Linked DNA regions of Oryctolagus cuniculus: region 2 is linked to region 1. A link is a contact called in public Hi-C data. All regions are on one chromosome and are shown on one strand. Each heading gives the region's core, a stretch centred on a gene start, on an enhancer-like site or on the middle of the called end of the contact. The rest is flanking DNA. Distances are from core to core; before and after follow the strand shown. Region 1 overlaps BMPER (BMP binding endothelial regulator). Region 2 overlaps BMPER (BMP binding endothelial regulator).

Region 1 (4,654 bases), core at 591-3,090:
ACTCTGAGAAGTAAAGACAGACCAGGGATACATTTTCATCCTGGACATTTAGTTTTCTGAGATATACCTAGAAAGTCAATGGTCAAGTACTCAAGAAGCAGTCCAGGGCCATAGGTACTAGATGATTTCTCTAATGCCAGCCAAAATTTCCACTGCATTCATGTGTCAAGGGTGTGAGTCGTTGTTGAGCACCGCCAACGCTAGGCTTCATTCTGCTTTCTTTCTTGGATTCATGTTGTCTCTTTTTGTTTGGAACGGACAAAGAACTCTCCAAGTACTGGTTCCAGAAATCATCTCTCAAAGGAAGTTAGAACCATAGAATGCATCTGAAAAGTGTCTTGCAGGCAACCTTATGTGTTACAGCTCTGTGCTCTGCATGGAATCTCAGGTTTTAGACAGGAACAGGTGATGTAGCTTAGAGTTGGACTTGAGCCTTGACAGCTGTGGCATCAGAATGGTCGGCTGAATGTGATTCAGAGCAAACTCAGACAAACGTCCCTTCAGAAATCCATGCAAATATGAACTCTGTGCCAGGAGGCTTGAAGAGAGTTGGCTGCGAACGTGCTCGTCTGAAAGTTGGACAAGGTGTCCTGTGCACCTCGGGACTGCCACTAAGCACATTCTCCAAATGCTTGCCTTGCTGGTTTGGTTTCCTTCATATTCTTGTGGCCTTCGTTGTCCTTCCTCAGTCTTTCATTTCGTGCCCTACCCAGCATGACTTTCGCCATCCTTCTCGATAGCTGTCCCGGATCAGCTACTCAGCTGCACCCTATCAGTAGTATAATCATGGACTCTGCTCTGTTGCCTTTTTTGGGAAAGAGGCCATGATGGTTGCTCTTATCAGGAGCTCAGAAGTGAGAGGGGCCTTGCTCTACCTGGGTGAGGTGGCACTGCTAATACCTCAGTGGATTTGATGGTGCAGATGATGGAACAGTAAACCCTAGAGTGGGTCCTCTCCTGGGAGGCGAGAGGAGTCATTAGCAGATCTGCTGTAGGCAGAATCACTGTAGACCAGGGCAGGGTCTCAGTGCAGTAGGATCTCAGAGGTACAGAGCTCCTCCCTGTGAGCAGCTGGTTCTTGTTCCCTGCTGATTTCCTTCTTCATTCTTGTGGGTGGAGACACATCTGCTCAATGGTGCCCCCTTGTGGAAAAGGAGAGTATAAACTGTATGTTAAAGATCCTGAGAAGTCCTGCAGCAAGGAGGTCATTTCCTTGAATTCTGTACTCCTTAGTGTTACTAAGACATAGAACCTCCTTTTCTACATTTTTCTATGTACTTTCTGGGGGAACTAGTGTTCCACAAACTTTCCTTTGGGAAACATTGTTCAAGAATTTGATAATTCTAAAAATCTCCACACATCTGTATTTCCCTGGTGATTAGTAAAAAGATTAGAGGGGCTTATATTTTCTTCTTTAAAAACAGAAAAAAATGAATACATTAATTAGCATAAGATAACTACTGAAACAAACAACTCCCTAAATCTTGCAACTAACACATTTTGTGGGACTCTTTAGAAGGTCCTTCAGTGAATGTTGGATCAAACTCCAAAGTTCAAGTTGGCAAGCTGTTTGAAGAAAAGATGGTGCCATGATTGCATCTGTACAAGAAGATGTTACCGTCACGGACTAGCACAAAGTGCAAATGCAAATGCAGAGCCACTTCCCAGCTATCAGATTGGCAACCATTACAAAGAGGAATCAGGAGAATAATGACGCCTCTTACCTGTGAGGGTGTGTAGAAACCCGCAGGTCTCATGTTACTAAATTGATACAACCTTCTTGCATGGCAGGTTGGCAGGATAAGAACACATCCAGACACGTATAGCCATGAGGAAGTCTCTCTCTAGGAAATGCTGTGAAGGAAATAATCATGGGTGTGTCCAGCATGTAGTTACAGACGTTCCTCACTGTGTTGTTTCTGGTATCTAGAAATGAGAAAATAGGGGATTTTACAAATTGTACTTCCCCTAAAAGAGGGTAGGCACCAACAATCATATTGAAAAAAACTAAAAAGGCATGGTGGGTGATTTTTACTGACCCACAAGTACATTTGGAATTAGTTGGATGAGACAAGCATGTTTCCAGACAGTATATACAGGATGGCTTGATTTTCTTAAAATGTGCACAGGTGTACATATACATGCTGGAATTATATACACTAAATTTCTTCTGAGGTGATGTTTTGAGTATAGACTATGGAGTTTTCCATTTTTCTCTGTTTCTTTTTCCTCTCCTTTGTTTTCGAAATTTTCTACACTGAGAAATAAAACTTTCTTCTTTAAAAGGGAGAGTTGATTCAGGTTCTCTTTTCAAATCACAGCTCACAGAGAGCAGAGGGCAGGTTCTCTATGTTATGCGATCTCGGACGTCTCACATTCTAATCCACTACCAACACCTCTGTAGTAGTTTGTGGTAGAATTTCCACTTAGGTTACTGTGATAGCTTCACAGGAATGGCTGTCGAGACTAACCCATTCATTGTTCTCTTAGTCCCTTGACTTGAGTTGCTGTCTGTTTCTCCTCCATCCAACTCAGCGCCCATGCCCAGGGTCAGTCACATCTGGGTCCTTGTCATCTCCTGGAACTTCTCAATAGAAGACAACATCCCACCCTCCAGCTTGGCTCTTGCCCTTTCCAGTAATTTATTTAACATTTCCCAACCTCCTACAGACACATACTGTAATACTCTTAGAATCCATTAAGAATGCTGACTCGCCCCCATACACATACTTTCTCATTACTCATGACACCTGCCTCCTGTCTCCTGTCTTTATTTCCTTATTGTTCAGTACACATTTCATAAAATGCATCTATTACATGTACAACATGTTCATATTCATTCCTGTCTTTATAAAATGGAATTAACACAATTTGAACCTTGGATTAACCCAGTGTGCCCCTTCTGCATCTAATTTGCACAACTGCTTAACTTCCTAATGTCATAAATTCTAGAACAGCAATGCTAACAGGGATCCTTATGGGGTGGCAGCAAGCCTACTTCATTTTTCTGGAGCACTTACTCTGCCTTCTCCACAATGCTTACTCCATTCCTTCTGTATAAAACAATGGTGAATAGATTACAAGACCCCCAGTGGGGGGGTCTGAAACCTCAACTAGTCCAAACCCTATATTGGAAGCATTACAATACCATAACAATTGATTTGTTGATTGAGATGGGCACGAGCCATGTACAGCATGGATACACTGGACAAAGGAGTGATTTGTGTCCTAGAAAGGAGAGTGGGATGGCATGAAATTTCATAGCCTTATCAGAAAAGCATTCCATTTCAAACCTATGAATGGTTTATTTCTGAATTTTCCATTTAATATTTAATATTTTCAGACCACAATTGATCACGAGTAGTTGAAACTGTTAGAAAAGCAAGATCATAAGTAAGGGGGAGATTATTGTATTCTTTTCAAAACTTGGCTCCACAGTCATCCTGCCTGACTTTCAGCCTCACGGAGGAGCTACCAGCTGGAGTCTCCTACTGAGCCCATTGCCATACCTGCATGCACACCCATCCTCCCCTTCCTGCTGCCAACAACCCTGGAGAAAACATGCCCACATCCACCTCTGTTGCCTTCTCAGAGGCCTCTTTGAGGTTGACAGGCCCTCTTCTCCCTCACCTTAGCTTCTCCCCTCTATGGCATCCCTCTCAGGATCAGATGCACTCTAGTTTCTCATGTCTTAAAAAGAGAAATAGGTCAGCAAACAAAGAGAGAATCAAAATCCATCAGAAAGTCAGCATCCCAGGCCTCCATCCTGGAGCTGAGTGAATGTCAGGAGAGGAATCTTGTTGTGAGTCTCACCTGGGGTCCGCAGCAGCTACAGTAGTGTGTGCTGTGGCATCCCTGTACTGTGCAGCCAGTGCCGCAGTGCTGCCAAGTGGAGCAGCTCACCCTGGATTTGATAAGCCAGACTCATCCTGGAGAAGGTGCAGCATGACTTCTCCCTCATCAGGAGGCAGCTCACTGGTGAGTCAGACACAGAAGGAGACAATGTTGGAATGAGGGACTATACAGGTGAAGACGGTTGGAGGTTACTTAGAAAAGTGTGGGTGGGGCTGGCACTGTGGTTTAGTGGGTAAAACCAACACCTGCAGTACCGTTATCCGATAGGGGTGCTGATTTGAGTCCCAGCTGCTCCACTTCCGATCCAGCTCTCTGCTATGGCCTGGGAAAGCAGTAGAAGATGGCCCAAGTCCTTGTGCCCCTATACCCATGTGAGAGACTAGAAGAATCTCCTGGCTCCTGGCTATTTTGAAAGTGGATGGAAGACTGCTCTCTCTCTCTCTCTCTCTCTCTCTCTCTCTCTCTCTCCCTCTCTCTCTCTCTGCCTCTGCCTCTGCCTCTCTGGAACTCTCTGCCTTTCAAATAAATAAATAAATCTTTTAAAAAAGAGAAAAGAAAGTGTTGGTGGTGTCTTCCTTGGACTGTATTGGATGTACACTTAGGTGGTACAGCAGTAAGACAAAGGCCATCTTATAATTGAAAATGAATCTTGATGTGAATGGAATGGGAGAGGGAGCAGGAGATGGGAGGGGTGCGAGTGGGAGGGAAGTTTTGAGAGGGGGGAAGCCATTGTAATCCATAAACTGTACTTTGGAAATTTATATTTACTAAATAAAAGTTAAAAACAAAGGCCATCTTA
Region 2 (4,378 bases), core at 718-3,217, 160 kb after region 1:
TACTATGAAACTTAAAAACAACACTACTAGTCGAACAATACCCTATACCTTGTGTGGTTGTGTGAGTGCAGCCTGTTGAAATCCTTGCTTAGTATATACTAAGTTGATCTTCAGTATATGAAGGTAATTGAAAATGAAACTCGATAAAGGGCGGGATGGAGAGGGAGTGGGAGAGGGGAGGGCCACGGGAGGGAGGGAGGTTGTGGGGGGAAGCCACAACAATACAAAAGCTGCACTTTGTAAATTCACATTTATTAAATAAAAAAAAAACTATATTACAAACAAACAAACAAAAAAAAAAACAGAAAAAAAAGAACTTAATACTTTACCCTTTTAGTATTTTTTATGTTCTACTTAAAACTATTGGTTGAACTCTGTAATTAATACACAATTACTCTTAGGTGTTTAATTAATGCTATAACTAGTACTCAAATAGTATTTTACACTTTGTGTTTCTGTGTGGGTGCAAACTGTTGAAATCTTTACTTAATATATACTGAATTGATCTTCTCTATATAAAGATAATTGAAAATCTTGATGTGAATGGAAGGAGAAGAGGGAGTGGGAGAGGGGAGTGTTGTGGGTGGGAGGGAAGTTATGGGGGGGAAGCTATTGTAATCCATAAGCTGTACTTTGGAAATTTATGTTCATTAAATAAAATGAAATATAAATATAAAAAAAGTCTCCCAAAATTATTCAAACTAAACCATATTAAGCTGTTACCTTGTTTTCCCCTAAATTCTGTTTTTTTTTTTTCTTTTTTTAAAAAAGATTTATTTATTTGTTTGAGAGGTAGAGTTACAGACAGAGAGAGGGAAACATAGAGAGGGGTCTTCCATCTGCTGGTTCACTCCCCAAGTGGCTGCAACTTGGGCCAATCCAAAGCTAGGAGCCAGGAGCTTCTTCCAGGACTCCCATGTTGTTGCAGGTGTCCAAGTACTTGGGGCATTTTCCAGCACTTTCCCAGGCACATTAGCAGGGAGCTGTATAGGAACTAGAACAGCTGAGACTTGAACCAGCACCCATATTGGATGCCAGAATTTCAGGCAGTGGCTTTACCCACTATACTAGAATGCCAGCCCTGACATTCCTTATTATTATTTGTTGCCTGTAGTCATAATTGTTAGGGGATAAGCATTATGTTTTGAGCTGTAGCAAAAAATGAGGAAAGGCAGTATTAGACAACTGAGTTCATTGCTTACATCCCATTGGTCTGCAGTTCTTCACTATCGATATTACTAATGGAAAAAATGACATTTTTTGTGGCATAGATGATATGAAGGAAAATATTGGAATCACAGCTCCATAACATTCCTACCAAAAGGAGGCAGTGAAGTGATGAGGTTAATGTCATGGACAATCAGACTTCACTATATTCCACCTGCACAAACTTGGCCACTCCTGTTACTACTTGTAAGTCCCAATTCTTTTATTAACCCAAGTCATACGTGCTATGTAGGAATATAAGCACTAATTTAGACTGGGTAGCAAGGTCCAGCATTGTGGTATAACCAGTTTAGCCACTGTCTGTGACGCCAGCATCCCACATCGCACTGCCAGTTTGAGTCCCAACAACCTGCTTTCAAGCTGGCTTCCTCACAATGCACCTGGCAGAAGGTAGCCCAAGTACTTGAGCCCCTGTCACCCATGTGGGAGACCTGGATGGAATTCCTGGCTCCTGGCTTCAGGGATTGGCTGTTGTGGCCATTTGGGGAGTGAACCGGCAGACAGAAGTACATGTTCTCTCTCTCTCTCTCTCTCTCCCTTTCAAATGAGTGATTAAATAAATCTTAAAAACAGACTATGTGGCAGACACCTTTGTCCACCTCCTGTCCACTTCTTTACCTCTAAATAGAACCCCAGTTTGATCTAGGTGTCTACATTGTCTCCAGCTCCTCAGGAGTCAAGCAGTCCAGGGTCCTTCCCCGGCATCTGCAGTTGTTTTTTATAGGGCACACAATTGTGTTGACCCAGTCACACCAAGAGGAATGGTTTGCTCTCTGTGTTGGGAGACAGCGTCCTTACCATGCCTCTTCCCCTCTCTTTTCATGTTTCTCCTGCTGGGTGGGAATCAGGGAGTGCATGGATTCTGAGTCCCACAAGCAGCCATCTAGTAACCAGGAGGCAGAACAGACTCAAGATAAAGCCTCTTTTGGGAATCCAGAAATCAGAAGGATCAAAGCTACGAGCCCAGAACCTAGCCTATGGTCACTGCTTAGTATATGTAATCTGAGCAGCAGCCTGGGTTCTGTAGACTTGGACACAGACCCTCCTTTGAATGTGTACCAAAAGAACTCTGGAGCATTGGCCAGTGTGAGCTGGAAGGGCTACTCTGTTTCCCGTATATTGTGCAAGGAAAATGTAGTTTTATCATGTGACCAGCCCTAAATGATTGCTCTCCTTGAAACTAAAATTCAAGTACAATTGGGACATTGGCCTCTGTATTCATTGCCTGTAGTCATAATTCATTCCAAAAACATAGTTTTTTTTTTTTTCTGCCAAACTGTTGAAATTACAACTTTCAGGAGTTTGGCAAATGAGCATTTTCCCAACAGAGATAGCATTAAAAAAAACCCTGCAATTTCTGCCCATTCTATTATAAAATTATAATAGCCAAAGCTTTGCTTCTGGTAATAGAGTACTCTAACAGTCTGCTAGCACTGCCATGAAGTGACTTCCAACTCAAGCCCTCTTGGGGGGATGTGATAACAGAGCTGGAAAATGTTGCTGCTGGCTAAAACTTGGCATATTATATTTAAGCTTCCAGGCATTCTTCTGAATACAGTTTTTTCCAAAATTCAGGCACACATGTGCACACATGCTGACACACACACACACACACACACTCAAATTTGGCCTGGTTTTTAAGAAAACAAAAACAGAATCCCACATGAAGGGGGAAGAAACACGTTCTTTAACAAGGCACAGAAGTCCTGCTTTCTTCTAGCCTCATTTTTTAAAGATTTACTTATTTGTTTAAAAGGCAGAGTTACAGAGACAAGGGGAGAGAGTGAGAGACAGAGAGAGAGAGAATTCTCTTTTTACCAGTCCACTTCCTAAATGGACGCAATGGCCAGGGCTGAGCCGAGCTGAAACCAGGAGCCAGGAGCTTCACACAGGTCTTACACATGGGTGGCAGGGGTCTAAGGACCTGGACCATCTTCCACTGCTTTTCTTTTTTTTTTTTTTTTTTAAGATTTATTTATTTATTTGAAAGAGTTACACAGAGAGAGGAGGAGAGGCAGAGAGAGAGAGAGAGAGAGAGAGGTGTCTTCCATCCCAATGGGCAGCAACGGTGAGAGCTAAGCCCATCTGAATCCAGGAACCAGGAGCTTCCTCCAGGTCTCCCATGCTGGTGCAGGGGCCCAAGGACTTGGGTCATCATAGCAGAGAGCTGGATCGGAAATGGAACAGCTGGAACTTGAACTGGCGCCCATATGGGATGCTGGCACTACAGGCGGTGGCTTTACCCGCTAAGCCACAGCGCTGGACCCCACTGCTTTCCTCAGGCCATTATCAGGGAGCTGGATCAGAAGTGGACCTGCAGGAACTGGAACAGGTGCACCTCAGGGGGTGTCTTAATCAGCTGTGCCACAATGCCGGCCTCTCTTGTCCCCTTTTAAAGACAACAATATGGTTTTAAGATGTGAGATAATCCAAAATGAATGTCCCCCCTCCCTTTTGAAATACAAGGATTATTTTAAAATATAACGATTAACTGGCAAGTATTTAAAATTAGGAAAAATGGCCAATTTGCATGCTTTTGAAATGGAATCACAGGACTGGTTGTTGAGTGGTTTTTATGGCAATGTTTTTTTCTCTTATCCTAATGAGATTTATGGACCTATTCTGGTTCAGCACATACATTTGGGCAGGTCTTTGGCACACCTCAGTAGTAAAGGGGAAAAGCTCCATGGTGAAATGTCCAATCAGCTGGGTTTTTACACGAGCATCCAGGCTCCGATGGCCATTCAGTACCTGTGGAGTCCAAGCCCCAGTTAGGGTTAAATGTAAAATCCTGTCTGTTTGGTGCAATTCATTAAGAGACAATTTGCCTATAATAGCTACTTAATGTGTCTGCAGTATCTTTTCATCATAGACTAAATCAATAGAGATGATCAATAAGAAGAATTATCACAAATTTCCTGATAACTCCATGGTGGCAGTGACTGAGAGGCTACTGGGTAGAGAGGCTGCCCTGGGTGGGGTCCTGTTGCTCAGCCATCTGCAGACGGTCTATAGTGTTTATCTTGCAGTGCCAGCCCTGGGGCTCCCCAGCAAAGCTACCTACAGTTCCTTTTCTGATTTAGTCACTAGAACCATTACCTTGATCTCTGCCTACTTCCTCTCCTGGCTATCAGCCCTTACCTGGGTGGAG

Evidence for each region. A called contact is a pair of places that touch in the nucleus more often than the background predicts.
Region 2: a contact with region 1 is called in a Hi-C map of embryonic fibroblasts, with 2.8 times the contacts expected there. The contact joins two enhancer-like sites. A contact is called at or near these places in 3 of 6 Hi-C or Micro-C datasets (ear pinna, embryonic fibroblasts and an unstated tissue).

What each region holds. Positions count from the first base shown.
Region 1 is chr16:24,490,336-24,494,989 of mOryCun1.1, forward strand. The region is part of intron 1 of BMPER (BMP binding endothelial regulator); the gene reads left to right. Among named protein-coding and RNA genes, the nearest start is that of BMPER, 39 kb to the left of the region's middle. Within about 2 kb of position 1,841, at least 1 of the 8 cell types and tissues checked has an H3K27ac peak or open chromatin away from gene starts, as enhancers often do.
Region 2 is chr16:24,648,789-24,653,166 of mOryCun1.1, forward strand. The region is part of intron 3 of BMPER (BMP binding endothelial regulator); the gene reads left to right. Among named protein-coding and RNA genes, the nearest start is that of BMPER, 200 kb to the left of the region's middle. Within about 2 kb of position 1,968, at least 1 of the 8 cell types and tissues checked has an H3K27ac peak or open chromatin away from gene starts, as enhancers often do.